3 separate regions of the Mus musculus genome follow, and regions 1 and 3 are each linked to region 2. The links are chromatin contacts, called in public ChIA-PET and promoter capture Hi-C maps. All regions are on one chromosome and are shown on one strand. The core of a region is the stretch at or near the end of the contact, and the rest is flanking DNA. Distances in the headings are between cores, read along the strand shown. Region 1 overlaps Mkrn1 (makorin, ring finger protein, 1). Region 2 holds the start of Parp12 (poly (ADP-ribose) polymerase family, member 12). Region 3 overlaps Hipk2 (homeodomain interacting protein kinase 2).

What was found. Promoter capture Hi-C pulls out the DNA fragments that hold promoters and counts their contacts. ChIA-PET counts read pairs in DNA pulled down with a chosen protein or histone mark.
Region 1: a contact with region 2 is called in an RNA polymerase II ChIA-PET map of memory CD8 T cells, with 90 read pairs. The contact joins the enhancer-like site here to the promoter of Parp12 in region 2. A contact is called at or near these places in 4 of 39 promoter capture datasets (the 3T3-L1 cell line, macrophages, neural stem cells and 1 more), 4 of 115 datasets of contacts at active chromatin or transcription factors (bone marrow-derived macrophages, cardiomyocytes, memory CD8 T cells and 1 more) and 2 of 9 other capture datasets (adipose tissue and liver).
Region 3: a contact with region 2 is called in a promoter capture Hi-C map of liver, with 2.4 times the contacts expected there. The contact joins the enhancer-like site here to the promoter of Parp12 in region 2. A contact is called at or near these places in 6 of 39 promoter capture datasets (the 3T3-L1 cell line, cranial neural crest, embryonic stem cells and 2 more), 1 of 484 Hi-C or Micro-C datasets (bone marrow-derived macrophages), 5 of 115 datasets of contacts at active chromatin or transcription factors (bone marrow-derived dendritic cells, embryonic basal ganglia, embryonic forebrain and 2 more) and 3 of 9 other capture datasets (embryonic stem cells, liver and pancreatic islet).

The regions. Positions count from the first base shown.
Region 1 is chr6:39,396,339-39,400,479 of GRCm38.p6, reverse strand. It overlaps Mkrn1 (makorin, ring finger protein, 1), which reads left to right. Exons shown (of 8, transcript NM_018810.2): 6 at 1-85; 7 at 544-682; 8 at 1,046-2,659. The coding sequence ends at 1,255. Among named protein-coding and RNA genes, the nearest start is that of Rab19, 17 kb to the right of the region's middle. Within about 2 kb of position 1,934, at least 15 of the 459 cell types and tissues checked have an H3K27ac peak or open chromatin away from gene starts, as enhancers often do. A contact at or near this core is called in memory CD8 T cells, where this site is marked.
Region 2 is chr6:39,116,978-39,121,060 of GRCm38.p6, reverse strand. Parp12 (poly (ADP-ribose) polymerase family, member 12) reads left to right here and starts at 2,712. Exons shown (of 12, transcript NM_172893.3): 1 at 2,712-3,254. The coding sequence starts at 2,902. It overlaps 4930599N23Rik (RIKEN cDNA 4930599N23 gene), which reads right to left and starts at 2,588. Exons shown (of 4, transcript NR_045813.1): 1 at 2,241-2,588.
Region 3 is chr6:38,750,764-38,754,697 of GRCm38.p6, reverse strand. All of the region lies in intron 2 of Hipk2 (homeodomain interacting protein kinase 2), which reads left to right. All of the region lies in intron 2 of 4930502C15Rik (a long non-coding RNA gene), which reads right to left. Among named protein-coding and RNA genes, the nearest start is that of 4930502C15Rik, 15 kb to the right of the region's middle. Within about 2 kb of position 1,472, at least 70 of the 459 cell types and tissues checked have an H3K27ac peak or open chromatin away from gene starts, as enhancers often do. A contact at or near this core is called in liver and pancreatic cancer cells, where this site is marked.

The sequences.
Region 1 (4,141 bases), core at 685-3,184, 280 kb before region 2:
CTAACTTTGTCATTCCAAGTGAGAACTGGGTGGAGGAGAAAGAAGAGAAGCAGAAACTCATTCAGAAATACAAGGAGGCCATGAGGTATGAGCAGCCGGGCTCGCTCGGATAGTGCGGTGCTGCCTTTGCTCTCCTACTACCTACCCACCCTTTCCTTACTGCATAGGATAACTGCTTGCCCAGTGTGTGTCCTGCTTTAACTTAAACACAGTCCTTGGTGTATGCCGAGGGATCTTTACAGTGAAGTCTCCACTCTAGCTAAAGCCTGCGCAGGGATTCCAGCTCATTCCAGGTCATGAGAGTCAAGGCTTAGGAATTCTTGTGCTTTGTGATTATTCTAAAAGATTTTCAGTTGGTGTTAGTGCTGGTAAACCATGCACATTTAAGCAGAGACGTTTCTAGTCAGTGTTTGGAGCACGTGTTTCTAAGAACACAATTTGCGGGGGGCTGTGCTCTGCCCCTGTTAAAGAGAAGCCCCTGATGCTAGTCGATACGGGCCTGAAGTCCACTGTGAATAAGGGTTGCGATATTTTCCTTTCCAGCAACAAGGCGTGCAGGTATTTTGATGAAGGACGTGGGAGCTGCCCATTTGGAGGGAACTGTTTTTACAAGCATGCGTACCCTGATGGCCGTAGAGAGGAGCCACAGAGACAGAAAGTGGGAACATCAAGCAGATACCGGGTAACTCTCACTCTTTTTTTAAAGGAGGGGAAATCGCACACTGTCAGTTGAGACCTGCACATATTGGGGTAGGGGAAAATGACACTCAGGTGTGGGGGTGTGGGGGAGACTAGAGTAAAAGAGTCAGACTTCAGAAGATGGAAGGGGTAGGAAAGAAACAGTGTTCAAAAGCCCTAGCCTAACATGTTGGCTACAAATAGCCAAAGGGGAGGCACTGGCAAGGTGGACTAAGGGAGACCTCTGGTCCGCCATGCACTCCCTCCCTCCCTCCCTCCCTCTGTGCCACACGGTTTACCTGATGAGCAACAGGATAGAAGACACTGCTTGACAGTGCCACCCCTATCATGGCCTTGTTTCTTACAGGCCCAACGAAGGAGCCACTTCTGGGAGCTCATTGAGGAGAGAGAGAACAACCCCTTTGACAACGACGAAGAGGAGGTTGTCACCTTTGAGCTGGGCGAGATGTTGCTTATGCTTTTGGCTGCAGGTGGGGACGACGAGCTGACAGACTCTGAGGACGAGTGGGACTTGTTTCACGATGAGCTGGAGGACTTTTATGACTTGGATCTATAGCAGCGTTGCGTGGCGCGGGCACTGGTCTGCGGAGCCTCAGACAGTAGCTGTCCCCTGTGCTGTGTGGCAGTGCGTGTGGCTCTCCTAGGCAGGCCTCTCAAACTCCAGGTGCTGTGATCACTTCCCAGGGCCTGTTCCTCTACCCTCACCTCCCCCAAGAGTGTGTTGTTTTCTCTGTTTCAAAAGTTACAAAAATAAATCTTAAAGTTAGTTTTTTGTAACATGAATTTAACTGTCAGACAGTTAGTGTAGGTTTGTTGCGCCATCTGTCCTCAGCCAGGTTGTGTTCATGGACTTTGCACACTCATTCTGAGACCCCTTTGAGGTTCAAAGGAAAAAGCACTGATTGCTTTGGGGTCCAAGGATAGGGGCAATTGGGAAAAAAGGGACCTAAGTCGCTCTCTGCGCTAGATGTGGGAGGGCTCCCCGAGGTTTCTGGGAGATCTGCACCTTCATGGTTTAGAGCTGTTCCCTGCCCTGTAATCCCCTACATGTGCTTGTCCTGTGGGTTTGGGTTCTTGTTCAGTTGCACGCAAGAAAGACTACTGGGTAACCAGAACCAGGTGCAAATGTGTTGAGGTTAACCTGAGAAAAATGTAAAAACACAGGGAGGATGCAGTGGCATTCCATCAGCGCAGAGCTGGCAGCTAACTCCCAAGGGTCGATGGACTTGGTGGGCGAGCACGAGCGAGCATGTGAGCAGCTTCCTTCCCATCTGTGCATAGGTGCAGTATTCTTAGCTTTAGTGGGCAGATGTGGGTTAGTGGTTTCAGCCACATGTGTCGGTAGATCTTAAAGGACCAAGCAGTATGTCAGTAGTTGTTAACGTAGCAGTAGCTGTCTGTCTGTATGCTAGAGAAACGAGATCAGCTGTAGAGGTTAAACGACCTGCTTGTCCCCCTCTCAGTACAAGCTGGGTCTTGGACACACTGATGTTTTGAATGTTTTACAGTCTAGCCTTTTCAGTCAGGCACTTTTTGGAAAAAACTTTGTCCTCATTTGAGGGGGCCTGTTGTGAGGTTCTGTGCTTGTTTTTGTGGGTATCTGCCTCATTCCATCCCTGAGCTTTGACAGGAAGACAGGTGGATTCCAAACTGAGGTGCTGGTTGTACTAGAGGTATCTGTCGGTTTGCAGAAGTAATGAACCCTTCCCCACCGAAGAAAAGGGAGGGTGCGGCCACCCACGAGGCAAGCAAAAGTTAAGTTGCTAAAATTCCTTGGCGGGAATTTCACCTTTGCATTTTGTTGCTCTCTTTCCTGAAATAACGTGGGAGATGCTCTGATCTGTCCTCTGCTTTGCTTCCGCGGAACTCACCCAGTCTTAAAAACACATCATCATTGCAGAGGCCTCTGTATTTTGCAGCTGCCCTTTTGTAAGAAGCACTTTTCCCAAATAAAACGATTTAAAAAAAAAAAAAAAATTGGTCTTGTGTGATGACCTGGCTTCAGAACTACAGATGGCAGAGTTGCTCATATCGTTCTTAATCATGTGTAGATTGGCTAGAAGTGGGCCTCTTCAAGATGGCCAGGCTGCCTTCATCCACAAGTTCACAGTCTCTCTCCTAGTAATAAGTGCTTGCAGTGAGGCCTGGTTCAGTCGGGCTCCTAAATAAGACAGGTGATTGGGAACTTGAAAGACTAATCTTTTTGTTTTGTTTGTTTGAGTCAGGATTTCTCCATGTAGCCCTGGCTGTCCTGGAACTCACTGTGAAGACCAGGCTGGCCTCGAACTCAGATCCTCCTGCTTCTTCCTTCCTAAATGCTAAGATTAGTGCTGTTCAGCACCACACCAGGCTTAAAAGTGTAATTTTTGCAAGATTTATTTATTCACTTTTTTTTTTTTTTTTTTTTTTGAGACAGGGTGTGTCTGTGTTCCCCTGGCTATCCTGGAACTCATTCTGTAGACCAGACTGGCCTTGAACGCAGAAATCCGCCTGTCTCTGCCTCCCAAGTGCTGGGATTAAAGGCGTGCGCCACCACGCCCAGATTCACATTTTTTATGCACATCAGTGTTCTGTTTTCATGCTCACTAGAGAGCATCAGATCCCATTACAGATGGTTGTAAGCCACCATGTGGTTGCTGGGAATTGAACTCTGGAAGAGCAGCTGAGCCATCTTTCTAGCTCCTCCAGTTAACATTTTTGAGACAAATCTCACTGTGGAGTTCAGACTGGCGTCAAACCAAACCCATAGTCATATCCTTTAGCTTCCAAGTTGCCCAGGTAAATTTTTTTCAGATTTATGTGTGGGAATATTTTGCCTGTATGTCTGTCCCATGTTGCCTGTAACTGCAGCTTGTAGGGGATCCAGGACTCTGGACAACTGCATTTGTATACAAACCCGCATACAACACAAACTCAAGTAAAGTCTTATTTAAAAACCTATCCGAGCTGGGTGGTGGGCTACACACCTCTAATCCCAGCACTGAGGGACAGAGACGGGCTTTTCTCTTGCATTTGAGGCCAGCCTCGCCTAGAGATGTGAGTTCCAGGACAGCCAGGGCTACACATGGAAACCCTATCTAGAAAAAAATAAAATAAAATAAAAAAATCCAGAGTTCAGTCCCCAGCAAAAAAAAAAACACGTGAGACCATGCCATAGGTTTGGGGTTGGGCGGAGCCGGGGCACTTCCTAGTGGAGGCTTTGGTCATCACACAGACCCTGTTCATCAGCTTCTCAATCTTCTCATGGTTGTTGACTGGGAGGAACAGCATGCACGGGGTACACATGAAAAGACAAAAGTTCACACACCAAATACCTCACAAGTCAGTCAAGAGCCTCGTGTGATTTTTTTTCTCCCCCTCTTCCATGGCAGAAAGTTTTGTGAAAACTGGTTATGCCGCCAGCCCCAGGCACTGGGAAGTCACTATGCGCAGACGAAGAAGA
Region 2 (4,083 bases), core at 1,463-3,962:
TATCAAAATATCAAAACCATGGAAAATAGTCCAAGAAAATGAATTGCCCTCCACCTCACCTCTAATCCATTCTCATTTGTCCTTGTTAACAATCTAGTTTTAATTTTTTTAAGATTTATTTATTTATTTAACGTATATGAGTACACTGTCACTCTCTTCAGACAGAGCAGAAGAGGGCAGCAGATCCCATTACAGACCGTTGTGAGCCACCATGTGGTTGTTGAGAATTGAGCCAAGCCAGCTCAGTCGGTCAACAGGTTTTCTAGGGCAGGAGTGAGGATTAAAAAGAAAAAAGACAATTAGACAACATTGTAGCATGACCCAAGCCAGTTCTGAGGCAGGTTTATTTTTTCCCAATCAGATTTTATACCATTTTATTTACATGCAAGTAGTAAGGTCAGGCAGTACAATAAACACAAATAGTCAAGGAGCAAGCAAGGCAGTAAACACAGTCCCGTGATCACCATTCCTAAGGGCTGATCAGGAGGACCAAGATATCGGAGCCTACTTCCCCATCCTAACCCAAAGTCAGATTCATCTGCGGTGTGGGGTGGAAACAGGGTTTCTCCCTGACTGTCCTGGAACTCAACTCTGTAGACCAGGTTGGCCTCGAACTCAGAAATCCGCCTGCCTCTGCCTCCCAAGTGCTGGGATTCCCAAGTGCTGGGATTAAAGGCGTGCGCCACCACTGCCTGGTCCAAAGTCATATTCATGCCTGAAGCCTACTTCCCTGTTCTAGCCTAAAATTAGATTCCTGCCTGAGTTTACTTCCTTGTAATGGCCCAATGTCAGATTCCTGTCTGAAGCCCATCTCCTTGTCCTTGGCCAATGTCCTGCCAAGTGGCCCGAAAGTTCTCCACAACTCATGACCTCTGGAAAAGCAGTCAGTGCTCTTAACTGCTGAGCCCCCAAAATCTAGTCTTTATACTCATTTTTTTTTTCTTTTTTGAGAAGGGTTGCTGCTGGGAAATTGAGCCTAGTGTTGTATGTGTTGTATGTTTATACAGTCTACCACTGAGTTTCTGGCCCAGCCTGCTGTCTTTTTTTTTGTGGTGTGTGTGTGGTAGGATGTCATTTCTCAGGAGCTTTCCGCCTTTTTTTTTTTAAGTTTATTTATGTATATGTATGTGTGTGCCACAGCACACATGTGAAGGTCAGAGGACAATTTTGGGGGTGTGGGGTGTTTCTCTCTCCATCCCCTTTTACCTGGGTTTTGGGGATCCACCTCAGGCTGGCAGGCTTTGGACAGCAGGTACTTTTCTCTGCTAAGCCATCTCTCCAGTTCCCGCCTTATTTTGAGACAGAATCTCTCACTGGGTTCCAGGGTTTGCCAATTGGTCTACTCTAATCCCATTTTATTACATTTTTGTAGTAATACTCCCCCCCCCCCCCAGCACACACCTTCCTAAGGATTGAGCCCAGGGGCTATACCCTCAGTTGCTCTTTTCTGTAGTATTTTATACTTAGAATAAAATTTTATTCATTTTAAATTAATTTTCTAAGCACTCACCTCCCAATTTTCAGCCTTCACCTTTCCTTTTTCCACTTTCCTAGTACCTCCCACACTCCACTGTGACCAAAGTGTTGGGTTTGCTTCATGCTCACTCAAAAACATCCTACTGTGTACACTTTCAAATCCAGACTGGACTAGAACTCAGAGATTGCCTGCCTCTGCCTCCCAAGTGCCGGGATTAAAGGCGCCTTCACACCTGTCGTGCCTGGTGTCTGAAGCGTCCAGAAGAGGGTGTCAGATCCCTCCTGGAACCAGGGTTACAGGCAGTTGTGAGCTGCTATGTGGGTGCTGGGAACCCGGCCGAGGTCCTCTTCCAGAGCAGTGCGGCCGCTTAACCTCCGATCAGCCCCATGGAATACTACTTGATTACAATCTTTTCTCACAACATACTAATGTCCTTCTAGGTCAAACCCAGAGAATTAACATGCTTGTTAAACTCTTGTTGTCTGAATCACCGTCTTACTGTTTCCAGTACTCCGTCCTCTCCTGTGAACATGACTTACTAACGCTTTTATTCCCGGGAGACTCCTGGAGGAAGGAATGGGGGTGCCAAAAGTCGTATTTTAATAGGTATACCCCCACACACCCCCGTTTACTTACCCCGAGAACGTTTAACTCCCAGGGTAACACACAGGAGAGTTCTTTCCGGTGAGGAATCGAACTAGGTGCATCACCTTTACTCAGAAGGGGCGAGGGAGGGAGGATCGGCCCCCTTTAAAGGACGTACCTACGCTTTCCTTCTGGAAATGCGGGATCCGCTACAAAAGCGGAGTGTCTGGCAATTCGGAGCGACTGTTTCCGTTTGTTCCGGGGTGCGGTGGGACCGGGTCCGTCGTCCCCGCTTCCGAGGCCCGCCTGCTAAAGCCCGCTTTGGCTCGGGCGACTTCTGAGCCCCCCTGAGCGCGCCGGCCGACGCACCAACCGGCCGCAACCGGCCGGCGCCGTCTGGAAACTTCGCTCGGCTTTTCCGAGATCGAGGTTGCTGACTGAACCCCCCGCGGCGTCCCTCGGGCCTAGCTGAACGCGCCACTCGCCTCACAGGACGCTGCTGCCTCGAAGGGAGCGGCCACGACTCCCTCAGACGCGGGAGTCCGGCCCCGTGAGGACCCGCGCCCCGCATCTCCGGCCGCGCGACGCCTCGAGGCACGCCGGGTCGCCCAGTGCGCGCGCAAGCGAGCGCGGGCCGCCGTCGAGCCGCGCGGTCCCCAGCTGGCGGCCCTAAGACAAGGGCGCCGGCTCCTCAGCTGCGGCCCGAGGGCGTGGCAAGGCCCCACGGCTCCTGTTTTCCCGGCCGGAGCCCGCTTTCGGTTTCGTTTCCTTCCAGCGAAACAGTGGGGCCCGGCCCGTGAAAGGCGCCGCCGTCCGTGCTAAGCCTCAGTCCGACGGCCATGGCCCAGGCCGCGGTGGCAGTGGCAGAGGTGACCCAGCTGCTGTGCGCGGCGGGGGGCGCCTTGGAGTTGGCGGAGCTGCGGCGCCGCTTGCGAACCAGCCTGGGGACCGACGCGCTGGAGCGGCTGCTGCGGGACTGCGGGCGCTTCGTGGTGGCCTCGCGGGCGGTCGTGGCCGTGGGCGCGGGCCGGGAGGCCGCGGCGGCAGCCTCGGAGCGCTTGGTGCTGGCCGTGTCGTCGCTGCGTCTGTGCCGCGCGCATCAGGGCCCCAAGCCGGGCTGCACCGGGCTCTGCGCGCAGCTGCATCTCTGCAAGTTTCTCATCTACGGCAACTGCAAGTTCCTGAAGACCGGGTAAGGACGCCAACGGTGGGCTTGGGCGGATGCTCCTGGCCCTCCACTCTCGGACCTCCACCCTCGTCCCGTGATTGGGGCAGACCGCTAGGTGACAGTTCCTCAGCCTCGCCTGTCCTTCACTCTCAAGAACGTTTATTGATCACCTACTTAGTGACTGGCAGTGTATGGTGGACTAGCACAGATAGAATGTGGTGCCAAGAGGGACACCTGAGCATGGCAGTATGGCCCCCAGGAGGGAAGCTGGTCCTCAGGGCTGCTTTGAGGAGCAGGCAGCAAGGCTTGCTGTCCCAGCTGTAAGGAGGCTTTGGAAGTGCCACTCAACTTCTGTTTGTCTGTTTACAAGCCGAAATTCAGAATTTCAAGATCCATAGAGAGTTCCGCTCTCCTCTAGCCACAGACCTTCCTGGGTGCCTTTCTACACCCCCACCCCCCACCCCCCACTTTGTTTCATTTAGGTGGCAGAGCCCTGTCTGGAATGCCCTTCCTGGTTTGCTTTTTTAGCGCCTCGGGCAGGAGCTGAAAGATTTTTCGCTTTTTTGAGCTTTCTCTAACTCTTCCACAACACACTTTATGTCCTTATTAGTCTGGGCTGCTCTCTGCTTGCACCTGCAAGGTGATTAGTGAAATCTGTTTATACTGAAGAATTTGGGCCTCACCTTAAAGGTGATAAGGCCTGTTGAATGTCAGCTGTGAGGTTTGTGTTTTAGGAAGATGTCTTGGGTAATGATTCGGGGATGCTGGGTTAGGAGAGGATGTTGGAGACTTCATGCTTCGAATCTAGTCCAGTTATCTAGAAGGATTAGTTTCTTCCCTCCCTGCTTCCTTT
Region 3 (3,934 bases), core at 223-2,722, 370 kb after region 2:
CCGCCCTGTGACTTCCTGGACACAGTTTGAACTCATTTCTACGGATGCTGGACAGTTCTCCTGGCAGCCTTACCTGTGATCCAAGAATATTCATCCTGAGTGGTACCCTAAGGTGTTCTCTAGTCTTTACCCTGAAGGCTGTTTTCTACATGAGCTCTCGTTCCTCTCAGATTTGCCTTCTCCTTCAGATTTCTGTTGCTATTTTTTGGGCCCTATGTGGCTTTGATGGAGTCCCATGCCTCCATTCCAGGCCACCAGTCTCAGCAGTGGCTCAGAACTCATGGCAGCATTGCCAAGTCTCCTTAGTATTGCAATAGAAACATAAGATTTAACAACCCATCTGAAATACAATTTTACATTTTGATTGCTTCTGCCCCAGCCATATCGAGGTTACTTTCAATCTGCATATATTTGTGGGAACAGACTTCTTCACTGCAGTTCAATTTGAGTACACCTTATAATATCAGTGATTATAAAATACCAGGGACTAATAGAGTTTCTTGCTTCCAAGGAGTTCAAACTGCTTTATAATTCTACTGGCCATAATTTATCTTCATAAGTTACTATACAGACAAGAGGAAAAAGTGAGATTAATAATCACATTTTATAGAGGGTAAAATAAAACTTGGAGAAATTGAGTAGCATTTTCCCAGACGTGCTCAGCTCTCCCCAGGCTCTCTGAATGGTCTGCAGGCTGAACACTTACATCAGAAATGCATGTGAACCTTGCCCTTGCTCTGTCATAGACTGTGGGCAAGAGCAAGATACTTGACTCTGGGCCAGTGGTTAGCCAAGGACACTGGAATGAGCAGGGTGTGTGCCCAGCTCCTGCAGCACAGACCTCTGCTACAATGAATGTTGTGAGTACACACAGGGTCAGCTCCTCGATTAGATCCTCAGACCTCTTCCCTGGGTTTTGTTCCCAGGGTATCACTCTGGCATCTCAACTACCATATTGATAGGAAGACTACCCGAAGGGCAGAGCAGGGCAGGGCAGGGCAGGGCAAGTGCTGCCTTCAGTCCCTGCCTTGTAGCTCTGTGAATGCTATTGCCATCTGCATTAGACCAAATAAGTAGAAGACGGGTTATAGGAGGGAGCTCTGCTTCTACAGTGAGATGAGAGGTCTGTGGCTGTGACTTCTAATGTGAAGAAAAAAGGGTGTCTTTCACATGAGGAGAAGGAACGATGGGTTGGATCCAGAGCACCAAAAAAGAACACCAGAAAAAGGGTATTCTTTTTGTTTGATTACTGCCATATAGATTAAGTCAGATAATAGGTAAGTTATTTAGAATTGCTTGATTGTCCTAGAACTTTTGTGAGGTACTTCCTGCCATGCTCTATTTAACCTTCTTTCTGGCCCCTCCTTCTAGAATGAGGTATATGGCCAGTACTTAAAAAATACTAGGATTGGACCCATGTGCACTGGGCTCCTGGCTGCAGTCTTCACACCTCTCTTGGAAGCCAGCCTCTGCAGGGTCACGTGGTCTAGACTGATCGAAGAATAACTTATTCCTTATGTGCACTGTCAAGAGAGCAGTGGAGCTAATAACAAAGCTTCAGTCACTGATGTGTTGAAAGTGACAGTTGTTTTTCTAACCTCCCCTAGAAAATGGAATGTATGGTATCTTATGAGGGTCACATTGGAAAGGAATAATCACTCTCTTTCTTAGGTGCAATTTTGTCTGACACTTCATGTATGTGTTTAAAGTATTTTTGATGCCCCAAAATAGTAGTGAGAGTCTTTAAAATGGTTGCATGAGGTGGCACCATGGCAGTGTAAGTATAGAGCAGCTGTCAGCTGAGTGATCTGCAGAACAGAGATCCGTGTACCCAGGGTCCTTCTTGTACTGGCACAACTCTGAGGACAGAAACAACCTCCATGGAATGTGCCCTCAAGCCTCCTAAATCTGGAAGAGCCAAAGCAGAGTGTCTCTTGTCACAGTGTTGCCAAGGTGATGTCGCCAGCCTCCAGAGGGAGCTGCTGGGTGCTGCTGTTGGCACAGTTGTCCCTTCTAGAAAGGTATATGGGACCGTCCACAGCCTAAGCACTGGTGCTACAGCAGTGACATGGGGGAGGAGTACTCACTGCCTTGTGCGTGGAGGCTACCCCTGCCTTGCCAGGTACAAGGTTAGCTCAGACCTCTCAGCTCTTGTCTTTCCTCGCCCAGCTTGCCCTTCTTCATGTAATATGTACACGTTCCATGTAGTATACCTGCGCTGTCTGCATGAAGCTGCCTCTAACTAGATAGTGACCTCCAAGGGCCCCCAGGCTTTGCTTTATTGTTTGCTCCTGAGCCCCAGCATAGTGCCTGGCACATAGTGACACTGAATGGCTAAACATTTGAATAAGAGACCAAGTGCAGCTGAAGCCAAAGCCCAGTGTGGAGTGACCTGGTCAAATATGCCTCAGGAAAGAGTGGGCACTTCTGCAGCTACTGACAGGGAAGCTAAACACACACACACACACACACACACACACACACACACACAAAAGAACTTTAGAATTGAGTTTTGAGTGAGCCTTCATGAACTCAGAGCCTGGGAGTCTAGCATCATAGGAACAAGGTATGTACAAAATCACAGCAGAGTACACATATTTCCCCAGATTGCAGGCATCCAAAGAGAGAAGTGGGTTCTTTTCAAATAAAGTTTATCTATTATTATTAGTGCTGCGTGTGCACATATATACACCATACCATGCACATGGAGTCAGAGGACAACTTAGTGTAAATTCCCTCCTCTCACCTTTACCTAGATTCTAGGGATCAAACTCAGGTTGCTATAAATACAGATACCTTCACTGCTGAGCCTCCTCACTAGCCTGACAAGTATCTTTCTTTCCTGGGGCCTCAAACAGCTACTGAAAGAGCAGCGCCAGTGTACCTAGCTTGGAATCTAAGATAAATGAGACCCAGACCATATTCTTAGAGATTTAAAAAGAGACAGATAGGCAAATGTGTTGTTGATGGGTCAAAAATGACAGAGGTGTTGTTGTTGTTGTTATTGTTATTGTTATTATTATTATTATTATTATTATTATTATTATTATTATTATTATTATAAACTACAACTTAACCAGGCATGTGGTGCACACTTTTAATCCTAGCACTCAAGAGGTACAGGCAGGCAGATGTCTGTGAGTTTCAGAGACAGAGTACACAGCCAGCCAGAGCTGTATAGTGAGCTAGCCAATGAGACGTCTCTCCCTGCCATGAATAAAAGGAAGGAAAACAAGAAGAACTTTTAGTGCCATGTTAGGATATAAGAAGGTATTTTCTCTGTCTTGGGTGTAATTATTTGACACTTCATGAATGTTCAAAGGGTTTTTAGTGTCCTAAATAATCTAATCAGAGAGATTTTTTAAGATAGTCCTTTGGGGGCAGCAGATGCTTAGTGAATATCTCTTGCACCAGTCTTTCGTTCATGTTTACATCTTGATCTACTGGTGTAGATAGTAGATGCAAAGGGAGCAGCATATATTTGAGTAAGGAAGACTGGAAGGGATAGGAAGGGAAAAAAATAGTTCAAAAATAGGTTTCATATGCACAGAGAAAAGGAACTTATCCTTTGAGACATGAAAGGGAAGGCTGAGACCAAAAGCAAGAGCTGAGTTAGTAACTATAATAGAAGCATGAATTGAGGACTACTTCATTTACCTAGTACCAGTGAAAGCCGAGCTTGGTACAACTTCATGGTATATTTTAGCGATCTACTTTAGAGGTACAGTGACACCCCACCCCACCCCAAAATAAAAAAGAGGGGTGAAATCGTAACTGTGAGAGACCTTGGCACCAATTTCAGGTTTCCACACTTCACCTTTCTTGCTGTCAGTCTTTGGTGAACCATCTGCAGATAAACACACAGGCTCTCCTCCCATCTCCCTTGCTCAGGTGTCTGTGCAACTGAGCATGGGCTGGCACACACATGCCCCTT